Linked DNA regions of Athene noctua: region 1 is linked to region 2. The links are chromatin contacts, called in public Hi-C maps. All regions are on one chromosome and are shown on one strand. The core of a region is the stretch at or near the end of the contact, and the rest is flanking DNA. Distances in the headings are between cores, read along the strand shown.

Region 1 (6,679 bases), core at 527-3,026, 150 kb after region 2:
GGAGATGGATAACCAACCACCCCAAACGGCCGGAGCGACCCACCAGCACCCCCTCTGCTGCGGGGCCTCCCCGATTCCCCTTCCCGCTTTTTTCCCTTTTGTCCTCAGAGCAGAAGGTGAATACTCGATGTGCCGTTTCGGAGCAGAGCCAAGCCTCTCGCAGCCCCGTCAAGGGACGTTCTGTCCTTTACTGGCCCAAGTGCTGCCACAGCAGCCTCCCTGTTCAAAGGATGTGGACAGACAGAAATTAAGATGGCTAAAACCATGCATCAACTCGATGGCAAACTCGTCTGCGGAAGGGATCCTGGTGTCCTATTCATTGTGGGAGATGAAGCAGGGTAGGAAAGACAGCAGTCAGATTCAAAGAATAGTTTGGGTGGATCAAAACTGGTTTTTGAATTAATATTTTATTTATGTGTAGATCAGATGATAGGAATATCTTTCTCATCATGATGGTAATTAAACACACTAGAGTACAGGCTTTTATGAATAGGTCCGATGAACAGCTGCCAAAGACAACACCGTCCTGCCTCAGAGGTGCAGGTGTTCTTGCTCTTAAACGTCTCTTCCAGTTTTTCACTCCATTGGCTTTTCACGATGCCCATAGAAGAGAGTGAAGTAGGCACATTCTTGATTTTTTAGTGAAGAAAATTCTGTTACAGGTACAGGAAGGAGGGTGCAGAGCATCCCCCAGAGAACCTTGGACTGGGTTATTCAGCTGAATAATTAGGTCTCATCAGGAACACCATCCTCTTTAGTTATGAGCACTGAAGCACTTCAAGTATTTACCAGCGTACTTCACTGTACATTTTGATGATGCTGGTTCTTTTTTCCTTTACATTGCATACCAGCAACAGAAAATTCAAAGCTGAAGAACGTGGCTGCAAAAGATGTTTCACGTGCAAGAAGATGAAAGAAAGAAGACAGTTGGTATATTCCTCTCACCTCAACTGCGGCATTAAATTCGAGCCCATGCTTGCAATGGCAGAGTCCCAAAAGGGCTGCGGAGCCACCCTGGGGAAGTGAGCAAGGTCTCCAGCAGCTTAAGCGCCCAAGCAGAGCCTGCCGCTGGAGACAGACGGTGCTGTGTTCACCAGAGCCACTGTCGCCCAGGTGCAAACACACCTTGAGATAAAGTAACCCTGACGGAGAGCTGTGAGAACTTCCTGTGCTCACAGGCAGCGAGGACTGACAGCAGCCCACAGCACCTGGCACCTGACGCCCGACCGCCATCCACCACCATCCACCGTGACCCGCGCAGCAGAGGCCGGCGCTGCCCCCCGCTGCCAGGCAGAGCAGGCATTCCTGCCTGCTCCCACCGGCTTTATTTTCCCTTTTTAACCCCCGGGGATGGACAACTCGGTAGGAGAAGGCACTGTTGTGAGTACAAGCACTAAAGCCGCTCTCAGGGCCCGAGCAGCCACGGCTCAGCTCCGCGCCGCCGCGCTCAGCCCCGCCCCGCCGCTCAGCCCCGCCCCGCCGCGCTCAGCCCCGCCCCGCCGCGCTCAGCCCCGCCCCGCCGCGCTCAGCCCCGCCCCGCCGCTCTCAGCCCCGCCCCGCCGCGCTCAGCCCCGCCCCGCCGCTCTCAGCCCCGCCCCACCGCGCTCAGCCCCGCCCCGCCGCGCTCAGCCCCGCCCCGCCGCGCTCAGCCCCGCCCCGCCGCTCTCAGCCCCGCCCCGCCGCGCTCAGCCCCGCCCCGCCGCGCCCCGAGACTGCGGCTCCCGGCGCGCGCCGCGTCCCCCGCTGCCCCCCGCCCCATCCGGCGCGCGGCGCTTCCGCCGCCGGGTGAGGGGTGCGCGCGCGCGGACATGGCGGATCCTCCCGAGGTGGCCGAGGCCGGGCCGAGGCAGAATGAAAAGCAAAAAAACAAAAGCAAAAAGAAAGCGGCGACAGGTGGGAGCAGGGTGAGGGTCCGTGCAGGGCTGGCAGCCGGCTCGCCGGGGAAGCCCTTGGGCTGAGGGTCTCCCCGCGGCCTGCTGCCCCGTCCCGGCGCCGGCAGTCCCACCGGTTTCCGAAGACGGCCCGGGACTGAGGAGCTTGGCCGCGGTTTCGTGTAGGCGGAGAGGCAGCGTGGGGAAGGCGGGCTGCTTCCCGGCCTGCGGCGCTGGGGAGCGTAGAGGCGGCGGGTGGGTGCGAGAGGCGCGAAGCGGCGGTGCCTTGTGGTGCGACCGTCCTCACGGTTCTCTGGTCGCTGCCTCAGCCCGTGTCTTGCTCTTGTGTAATATCCGCAACGCATATCTCACTTGCGGAATTATTTTCTTTTTTTAAATAAATAAAGCAGTAATTTCTTTGAAGTCAGAAGAGATGCAAACCACATTCAGCAGAGTATTAACAAAACTTTGTGTCCCTGCATTCAGATTGTTTCGTCTGCAGTTAAACGGGGAGGAGGTGTAATAATCACTGCTGAAAAAGGAGGAAAAAACAACTTTTTTTTTTACCTATAGCAGTTGATGAATCTGAACTTCTCACTGTGCCAGATGGATGGAAAGAGCCAGCCTTTACAAGAGAGGATAATCCCAAAGGGCTGCTGGAAGAAAGCAGTTTTGCAACGTTATTCCCGAAGTATAGAGAAGCGTACTTGAGAGAGTGCTGGCCACTTGTCCAGAAAGCCTTGAGTGAACATGTATGAATACTTGACAATTATGATGCTATGTTTTACCTTTTGGGAGATACAGGTCTTTCTTGAGATTATAAAAACAGTGCAAGTTGTTTTTCTGGTACAGTATTTGCATATATTTCTACTGTGCTTGCATTTAGAATTGGTAGTATCATTATTTATTGGCATCTGTGTAGCCAGACTTGCGGTTCTTTACAGATGCTGTCAGCAAAGCTCTCAGCAGCAGCAAGTGTCTCTCGTCATCCAGGCACTGACAACTTTGTTGCGCCTAAATTCAGGGAGAGGAGGGGGGTGGTGTTTGGGGCTTGTGACACATATATTCAGTCTTTTTTTATGTGTGTCTGTGTGTGAATTTCCTTAATCTGAAAGGCACTTAAGGAAATTTGGAAAATGGATCTGTGTTCAGTATGTAGCATTCTGTGTGTTAACTTCTTACTGACAAAGATGAAAGATACAGGATTCTTAGAGACTGATTCACTATTTGTTTTCAAATATTGCAGTATGTGAACGCAACGCTGGATCTAATTGAAGGAAGCATGACTGTCACTACCACAAAGAAGACTTTTGATCCGTATGCAATCATCAGGGCTAGAGATTTAATAAAACTTCTGGCAAGAAGCGTTCCATTTGAACAGGTCTGTATTAAATCATGAAAGTTTGTATCAAATTCTATCATAATACTTATAGCGGGTTTTCAGAGTTGGATATTCAAGTGATTCAAAATATGTGTTTGAAGTAAATATATCTGAAAGTGACATGAGAAGAATAAACTGAAGTATTCTGTTGACTTCTGAATAATACATTTATGTTCAGATAATATTGCCTGCTTCTCATCTCTTTAGGCAGTTCGTATCCTTCAGGATGATGTTGCATGTGACATCATTAAAATAGGCTCTCTGGTGAGGAAAAGAGACACTTTTATAAAAAGAAGAGGACGACTTCTTGGGCCAAAAGGATCTACTCTGAAGGTATTTCCAATAGGTGTAGCAAAGAGACAATTCTTAGACCCAAATTTGTGTCACATCTTCAGCTTACACTTAATTTCTTTTTTTGGTGTAGGCTCTGGAACTGTTAACGAACTGTTATATCATGGTGCAAGGCAACACTGTTTCAGCTCTTGGACCCTTCAGTGGGCTAAAAGAGGTAAGGGGAGGCAGATGAGCTGTTTGTGTAGCGTACTTGTCAGATGAGAGGCAAGATCTGGCAGCCTCGGGAGCATCTCACTGATATTTCAGCTATGTGTTAGCTACATTTACATGAATGCTCATAGTCTTAGCATCTTAGCTGTTGAATTTTGTTTAGACTCAGATCTTTCTGTCTTGGAAGTGAAAAAGCATTTGTGAAATACTGTTTTGGGTTTTTTTTTTAGCAAGAATTTTTGTAGTTCTGGATACAAGGTGTAAGACTGAAAATACTGCAGAGTTAATGATATGTAACATTAAGGAATATCCAATATGGTTTTTGTAACTATGTAGGAGAGAGAATGTTTGTCAAAAGCAAGTTTCTCATGACACCGTGAAATCCATGGTAACATGAAGGTAATGTTTGTGGGGCATGCTGGAGTGTATTAGAAACATAAAAATATTATTGGTGCTTCTGAAGGTGCTGTGCCTTCCAGTTAACCATGTGTGTTAGCTTTTCAAATCTACCTACTTTGTGGGGCAGGGCCAAGGAGTGGAAGCAAGATAGTATATGTTGTATTTTAATATCTATAGACATAAACAATATTAAATACTTGCTGAGTTTTCTGTTCTTTTTTATTAAATGCAGGTTAGAAAAGTTGTTCTGGACACGATGAAGAATATACATCCCATATATAACATTAAGGTTAGCATGGTCCGCTGTCCATCTCTTTAAAAGAAAATATTACTTCTGCTCAGAGAGTTGTATGTTAGTAATTTACATGTTTCTATATGGTAATCTATTTTTAAGAATTTCTGTAGTATGCTGCTTTAAAAAAACCCTGGCTGTGATAACCTGTTTTACCAGGATATGTTGCCATAATATCATTAACAGTATCTGAGAAAACATCAAAGGAAAACTGTGTATAAACTTTCATTCCTTCAATTGTTTGCTTGATGCTTTCTTATTGAAACTGAGGCACTTTCTCCATTATATTCTGTCCCTGTTTTGAGGCATATGTATTTTTTTTGTTCCACTGTTCATAATTAAACCCCTCTACTAAGTGAGAGGTGGAAGGTTTGGATGTAACATATTCACTGTAAGAAGGTTTAGTAAAACTTGTAGTTTGGAGCTCTTGGCTACTACTGTAATACTGGTTTTTTTAATAACTTCTTTGTGACATTCTGAAGACTTTGATGATCAAAAGGGAATTATCAAAAGATCCTGAACTAAGGTCACAAAGTTGGGAAAGATTTTTGCCTAAGTTCAAACGGAAGAACTTGAAAAAACGCAAGGAACCAAAGAAGAAAAATACGAAAAAGGAATACACACCGTTTCCACCTCCGCAGCCGGAAAGCCAGGTCAGCTGAAACTTTTATTTGGTTGTGCAGGAATATACCACTACCTGAAATCGTGTTCTTGCTAACAAGAGGTTATGAGGCCTTTTCTGCCAAGTTCTGATTTCCTGATACTATACATCTGGCTCATAATGCATAATTGCCTAAAGATTCTTGGTACTTGTCTCATGCAGATTGATAAAGAATTGGCAAGTGGTGAATACTTCTTGAAAGAAAGACAGAAGAAACGAAAGCAAGTGGAAGAGATAAAGGTAAAGTTCTCACCCATGGTTCACTTAAGAAGCATTTGACAGCTGACTTGGAATTCTTTTTGGTTTTGGTCCCTTTTGCCCTGCTCTACTAATACTTGACCTTTTTATTGGTAACTCTAGGCAAAGCAGGCAGATGCAATCAAGAAAAGACAAGAAGAAAGAAATAAAGCTTTTATCCCACCAAAGGAAAAACCAGTTGTGAAAACAAAGAAAGGTAACCTTTTTTTTTTTTTTTTCCTGTTCTAAAACCTGCTGTTGATTCCTAGGGTGAGTGATTTTGCAGAGGTACAGCTGGAGGAAATAAGAAAGGTCATGCAAAAAAATCCTAGTGGTTAAATCCATGCGTGGAGTTGCCAGGAACAGTAGAAAGATAATGCAGCCCATAATTCTATACCTATAAAATGACAATTCTCTGTAGAGCATTTTCCTGATGGAGATACTGGGACAGCCAGCTCAGTTGGTTGTTCTGGCTACATCAGTTTTTGGCTTTTAGTCTTGTAGTGAAGCTGCCATAACTTTTGCATTCTGTTCTGTTAAGGAAAAGAAACCCAAAAGCAGTACTTACTTGAATACTTCTACTGTGAGTAAGTATTGGTATACGATAGCGTATCTTTTCTAAAAGTTAAACCACACTATATGCAGAGTAAGAACTTGTGTTCTCCAGCTGGTTTGGTTTTTTATGCACTAGAGACACAAGTTTTCATTTTTCTGGATTCATTGATGATACTACCTATTCATTTATTGTATTACATATACTATGTATGTTTTGTAGGCTATACTGCCTACATATTATTGCGCTATATATTACACAGTTTCTTCTGAACTGAAAAGTTCACGTTTCTCGAAAGGCATGTGTTCTGCAGCATTTATACAGTACTTCTTTGTGATGGCAGTAAATTTTCAGTGATCCTGCTATTGATTTTACTGTATGTTAGATACTGTGCTTTTCCAGCTCCTGTGTGTTTTAACCTGAAATCATTCAGTCTTCCAACAATAAACAACAGCAGTAGTTTGTATGTAGGGAAGAACTGAGATCCAAAGAAGACAGCTGGTACACACTATTAGATGTAGGAATTAACTGTGTGAGATAGGAGAGTCAGATCCAAACTCATGACTCATGCCCAGAAGAGAAAATACCATCATCTAGATGAATTTAAGAGTAGGTTATTCATGTTGCTCAGCATTAAGTGTTTAACTTAAGTACTCTGGCAGTCCCTGTAGAAGTCACTTATAAAGGTCTTCATGCAAGGGTCAGAGATCTGTATCGTATTCCTCCAGCCCACCCTTCCCCGTCCTGTTTCCAGGCATGGCCATTAAGGGATGGCCAGGGA
Region 2 (6,467 bases), core at 2,150-4,649:
AAAGTACTTTAAGTAGTAACCGCTTACTGTCTAATTGCTTTAATCACATATTGCAACACATTTATTTGTCCTGTATTTCTCAACCCTTGACTGTTTTCTTTTTTCTTCTGTCTAGCAGTGACCACCTCCTATTTCCTTTAGGTTTCCCATTTAACGTTTTTTCTGTTTCAGCCACTTCTCAGTAATGGAAGACATGCTGATGCTTAGGGGTTGTCACTCAGGATAGCTTTAGCATCCCTTTGAAACTAATAGTTGATAGTTGGTGTCAAGCTCCTGTCTGTAGGTGTCTTACCCGGGAGAACACTAGTAAAATTAAGGGCTTTTTAGTCTTTCACGGTCGGTTACCAAAACAATGTTTAACGTGCCTCAGGGTTTAAAAAGAACACTTTAATTACTCTTATGATAATTACTCTTTAATTAATGTTACACATACAAAACTTCAACTACTTGAGTCTAAGAGAGCTTATGATATAAGGAGACCAGTGTATTTAACAACCGAACGCTTCTGTTACTAGTATAGACCTTGAACATGGAAAAGGAAAAATTTAGTAAGGAATAAGTGCATCTTGGATATAGGGACTTTGAAGGGTCAGATTCAGTTTTTTTAGGTTGTAGTATTTCAAGTTTGACAGTAGGAGGCATCTGCACATCAGATATTTCAGGAGGAATGGATGCAGCACCTGCATAGTATTTAGTGAAACTCCAGTAAGGGTAGCGGTCATGGAACATTTAATATAATTGCAATGGTTAAAATATATATTTAAAGTAAAATCTCGGTGGGATAATGTGGTGTGCTTAACTGTGTTGACTGTGGGTTTTCCAAATACTTAATATAAGAAACATTTCCGGAAGCTCAGTTTTGACTTCTATCCAGGAAAATGAAGCTTGTTATCCTTTAGTGGCAAATTCTGCAGAACTAAATTGGGTTATCTTGTTCTTTTACCATGAAACTGTTGGTATTTCATCTTACCCCAGTCTTCTAGCTTTTAACTGATCTGGTGTTTTTGGTAAATGTAGTGTATTTTAAATGGCTGTTAATATTTGCTGGCTTACAGAGTACAAGTTCAAATGGATGTTTTGCATGCTTACTTCTAATTCACATGCTTAGGTGAATTTCACCAGGAATAAACAGTTGTTGTGAGTCTATACATTAGCAGAGTATGTCCATCAGTGTTTAGAGCTGCATTAAAAATCTGATATTCAACACTTTGGAGAACTTTATGCCATAGAAGGCCAGAGTAGAATGAATTTATTCCCTTTCTCCTGTGTATTTGATAGCAATCTTTGGCCTTCCACACTAGTCTCACTTTTTTCCTTTGATTAATTACAAATTACTATTAGTGCTGAAACCAAAAAAGCTAACATTAAAATGTATAGATGTAGATTATGTGTTAATGTCCTTAAATGTTACAATGTGGTGGGTGGGGTGGGATGGGGTGTGTGTCTTGAATGCTTGTTACAGAATACCATGTAGGACTCTGAAGTTTAAGGCTGGTTTCCACACTACTGGTTAGCACATTAACTTGGAAGCAAATGGCTATTTACTTTGGAAGCAGCAACCAAAATTGAACAGAATTATTAGAAATTAGTCATCTCTAAGTTTCATTCAATGTCCTGTGCCTTACATAAACTCAGTATTTTAAGTTGTTTGGTATAGATGAATAAAGTTTAACCAGTTTATGGTTTAGTTTGACAGTTTCAAAGTTAAGTCTGCTCATGTGATGCACTTAATCAGGAGTGAAAAAGTGTGTTCTCATCAAGTGAGAAGGCAGAAGATTCTCTTACCTCACTCAAGCCATGTGTGAGGCTACTTGTGTGTGCATCAGCAGCTGAAGATGCAGATATTTGTGCTGGGAAATTGGGGTTCAAATGGCAATGAACTGCAGGTAGTGTTCAGATCTTGTGAAAATTGGTCTATGCCTCTCAAAACAGGCATAAGATAGTTGTGAGAATGAACTGTATCTTACAGCATATATATTAGGCTCTGAGGAGAAGGGACTATTTTTAGATAAATGAATGTTTAAGATACTAATTTTTTCTGTTCAATTTGTGGCTAGCAAGTTGCCTTTGTTACTGATTTGAGTGTCTTCCAGTTACCTCAGAAAAGATGTAACAGCTAAGTAATTTTAATTGCTGTTATTACCTTAATTGTTTACCTCCCAACAGTTTATCAAAGTAACTTTGACCTTTAAGAGGAAAAGATTATAAGAGGAAATCCTTTTTTAAAATGCTAGAGATAAATGCCATTAAAGCTATCATTAATACAGATTTTTTTTTTTCTGATGTGCTCCCACTGACATGCTACAGCATGACCTTCTTCCTATCTGCCAAAATTACTGTAAGGAGGGCTTTTTTCTTATGGGCATGTTAAATGCATGTTTGAAAAAACAGTGCTCTCAAACATAACGTGCAACTTCCAGCCTTCAGTTTACATGAACCTTGTCAGCCAAATTCAGTTCTGTGGCTTTTGATTTACATCAAAAGACTTAAAAATGAAGAGTTTAATACTAACCTTAGATCACTTTACTCTTCTACTTAAATAAATGAATTCAGAAGCTAACTTCAGGGGAGAAACCAAACAGTAAGCAAATGTGTGGCAACAAAGCAGATGAACAAGAAAAATGGCCCTAGCTCTTTGCCGGTTGAGTGTTGTGGTTGTTTTTCCTAGTCTACTTCTAACATTTCCAGCTACTGAGGTTCTAATGTATCCTTTGGGAAGTGATAGGGGTACTTGCTTTTTTTAGACATTACTCAAACTGCTGCAGAGAGTGAAGGTGTATTTCACATGTACAGTAGAAGCTGTTTCTGCCCCGCACAGGCGAGAGCAGTGCGGAAGGGTGGGGATCAAGCTGTGACAGGAGGTTGCGTGTGTCAGGCTCTCTCCTTTGTTTAATGGAGCGATGAACGTTTAAATATCGGAGTGTTGGTGAAAATGGGCACCGGTTTTATTGGACCTGAATCGGAAGCATAGAGAAGGGGGCGGGGGGGCTTTGCTGTTGTTGCCCGGGGGGGAGGGCTGGGGAAATCTGCCCCAAACACAGGCGGCTGCGCTGCCCCCGCGGAGGCAGTTGTTCCATTACAATTGCTATCCAACCCAGCGGGCAGCGCCGTCCGCGCCGCGCCGCGGTCTGTCCTCGCCCTCCGCGGGAGGAGGGGCGGCCGGGCCGCCTCCCCGCTGCCCTCCGCGCCGCTCCGCGGCCGCGCCGTCGGGTTTCCCCGCTGCCGGCGGGAGGAGCCGCCCGCGCCACGGGGTGTCACTCTGGGCTGGCGGGGGAAGGCGCCTTCAAAAGCGGAGGGGAGGGCGAAGCCGCCGCCAGAGCCGCCGGCACCGGCACCGCGCCCGCCGCAGCCCGCCACGCCGCGGCACGGGCGGCAGCCGCTGCGCTCCCCGCGGGCCGGGGCGCTCCCCGCCCTCCGCCTCGGAGCCGGCGCAGGGCGGCGAGTCCTGGGGTGGTGCCGGCTGCCCCCCGAACCCAGCCCCCGCGGGCCGCGGCCGCCGGCCCATGCCGGGAGGATGCTGGAGAGCGGCTGCAAGGCGGTGAAGGAGGGCGTGCTGGAGAAGAGGAGCGACGGGCTCCTGCAGCTCTGGAAGAAGAAGCGCTGCATCCTCACCGAGGAGGGGCTGCTCCTCGCCCCCCCCAAGCAGCCGCCGCAGCAGCCGCCGCTGCCGGCCGAGCCGGCGGCCAAGATCAAGGAGCTTCACTTCTCCAACATGAAGACCGTGGACTGTGTGGAGCGGAAGGGCAAGTACGTGTACTTCACGGTGGTGATGGCCGAGGGGAAGGAGATCGACTTTCGGTGCGCGCAGGAGCAGGGCTGGAACGCGGCGATCACGCTGCAGATGGTGCAGTACAAGAACCGCCAGGCCATCCTGGCCGTCCGCTCCACCCGCCAGAAGCAGCAGCACCTGGCGCAGCCCCACGGCCCGCGCCTCCGCACCGCCTCAAACTCCGCCTAGCGCAGGCAGGGACCCCCGCGGGGCCCCGGGCCGGGACCCTGCGCCCGGCCCCGCCGCTTCCCTCACCGCCTGCGCTCTGTCCCGTCCTGCTGCAGGTGAAGTTACCGAAGCGCTTCGGGGCAGCGGGACTGAGCGCCTTCGTGGCGGACGGACTTCGGCCGGTCAAAACCTGGGCAAGCGCCGGAGATGCGGGTAGCCCGGAGAGAAGCGGCTCTACAACCTGAACCCCGGCTAGCCGCTGCTCCTGCCGCTTTGCCGCCCTCGGTGCCGAGAAGCATTTCAGATATATTATTTATGAACCTTGGAAAGGATCCTTTGGTGTGATGGGACTTCTAGGAGACGTGATGTACTGTAACTTTATTTTAATGTATTTTATTTATTAGGGTTGTTTGGTTTTTGTTTTGGTTTTTTTTTTTAAAGGCTTTTTGCAAGACATTTCTGAATGTAGGCCGTATTCAAAAAGCAAAGGAAAAAACTGTATGTACATTATCTCCCTAAAGGAAGTAAAAAGTTCTGGATAGTTTGGCTGTGTGCAATTTGACAAAAGAGTTTTTCATTTTCACCTGAAATACCCTGTATTACGCTAACATGGAAAATGTGATGTGTGGTTTGGAATTTGGCTGAAACCTATACTGCATATGAAAACTGCTCTCTCCGATGAGAGTAACAATTACAGTCGGGGTTTAAAATTATTTTCTTTTAAAACATTATGCGTGGTGGAAGATGATCAAATTTATTCACATGCAGCTATTCAAAAAAACGTTGATTGTCATTCTGAGATTAAAACCCATCTGTTCAGTGTATGAGCAGAGGGGAACCTGACCAACTTCTTTTGTGATACAGGAATCGCAGTTGGATTCCAGTTACTGGTTTGGTGTGCTTTCTCCTGGGCTGGAGGGCGGGAGCTGAGAAGCATCTCTTCGTGTCCAAGCTCAGGGCTCCCTCTGCATGGTTGGTTTGTGAGCGGTCTGGGCTGTCAGCCTGTGTTGAATTTTCATGGCGGTTTTTAAATGTCTTGCATTAAAGTAGCCCCTAGTTTAAAATCCATTTTATGTATGTCTTAGTGTGCAAACAGATTACTTTGGTCACAGTTTTCATAAGCTGAAAGTTGCTCTCTAGCTGAGATAAACTAGATTAATTTTGGTGTTTAGCACTGTCAGATGTTGAGAGGGGCGTGCGATCTCGTCTCTAAAAACGTTGATGAAGCCATGAAGTTGGAAAACAAAGGGCTAATTGCACAGCTGGTGTGTCTTCCTCTGCCTCTTAAAAGTCAGTGGGAATTTGGCTGTTGATGCTGGCGAGAGCAGGTTGGAGCGGTTCAGCCCGGTGCAGAGGAAGGAGCCAGGCACGTGCGGGCTGGTGTGCTTTCTAGGACAGGGCCCTTCAGGCGATGGGCAATTTCACGTTGTGTGCTGCTACAGCCCTAGTTCTCTGGTTTAAGTTAAGTAGGGAGGTTGTAACCAAGATGGAGCAGTGTGGCCTGTTATCTCTGGTTCAAAGTAGAAAGTTGCAGCCCCAGGTCTACCTATTTTGACTAGTGTGGTGAGGAAAACGGCTTTTGACCCCTTTACAAGTAACGTGAACATAAAATCTTTTAAAGCCACACATCCAGGCCTTTCCAGTTTGTGTAACTGAGGTGTAGCTTGACTGTAAAAGCCCCACATTCTTTGTTCAAGCTGCTTCTGTTAAGTGTTTAAAGCAAAAGACAAATGACATGCACAGGAAGATGTCAGAATTGGTTACTGCACATGACCATCCCTTCCTCTGTGCCATAAGCTTAAGATCAGCCCTGTAAGGAATAACTCGGGATCTCTTTTAGCCTTCTTCTTTTGTTCCTTGCCCCCAGGTGTCGGGGTCACATACCTGGATGTGCAAAACATGCCATGGTGCAGAATTAGAGCTCAGACCTCAGCAGTTCCCCGTGGTTATTCTCGAGTGCTTCTTTCCGATCCTGGCCTTTGACAGGATTGCGTAACGAGCTTGAGGTAGTGGATTCCAGCTGTCCTAATAAAGTTATTACTTTGAGACTAATTGAAATCGAAGGTGCGCTGCATCTTCTAGGATTAGATTCGCTGTCTTGGCAATCATAATAGCCAATTTCCACATCTCTGTACATCTGCCATTATCATTCTGCTAATGCTTGGATGTTAGAGCTGCAAGGGGATTTTCTAATGAGCTAGTCAAAGACTTACAAAATAGACTGTAATTTGTAATTTGGCTCCTCTCTTTAGAGTCATTAATTACAGTTTACTGAGTAACTAATCCACCTTTTCAGATATACAGACAGATTGCTGATATCTCACCTACTAAAATAAGTTTTAGCCTACTGAAGGATAAATGTAATTGATGAAAATTAATTCCTATGTGGCCAGACACACACATGTTTCTCTAGGAGTGGCAGGTATTCCTGTCCTCAGTGGATGCAAACCCCTGAATGCCACAAAAGTCTGTGACTAGTCTAAAGCTGAAATTTTACTGCTCTTCTGGAAATATTTGTACTTTGAAAACA

What was found. A called contact is a pair of places that touch in the nucleus more often than the background predicts.
Region 1: a Hi-C map of heart shows a contact between it and region 2, with 7 times the contacts expected there. The contact joins the promoter of KRR1 here to the promoter of PHLDA1 in region 2. A contact is called at or near these places in 2 of 2 Hi-C or Micro-C datasets (heart and liver).

Annotation. Positions count from the first base shown.
Region 1 is chr3:45,461,654-45,468,332 of bAthNoc1.hap1.1, forward strand. KRR1 (KRR1 small subunit processome component homolog) reads left to right here and starts at 1,777. Exons shown (of 10, transcript XM_074901496.1): 1 at 1,777-1,893; 2 at 2,448-2,623; 3 at 3,118-3,252; 4 at 3,460-3,585; 5 at 3,677-3,760; 6 at 4,388-4,444; 7 at 4,930-5,100; 8 at 5,271-5,348; 9 at 5,469-5,562. The coding sequence starts at 1,809.
Region 2 is chr3:45,314,805-45,321,271 of bAthNoc1.hap1.1, forward strand. It overlaps PHLDA1 (pleckstrin homology like domain family A member 1), which reads left to right and starts at 3,400. Exons shown (of 1, transcript XM_074902843.1): 1 at 3,400-6,467. The coding sequence starts at 3,515. The coding sequence ends at 3,958.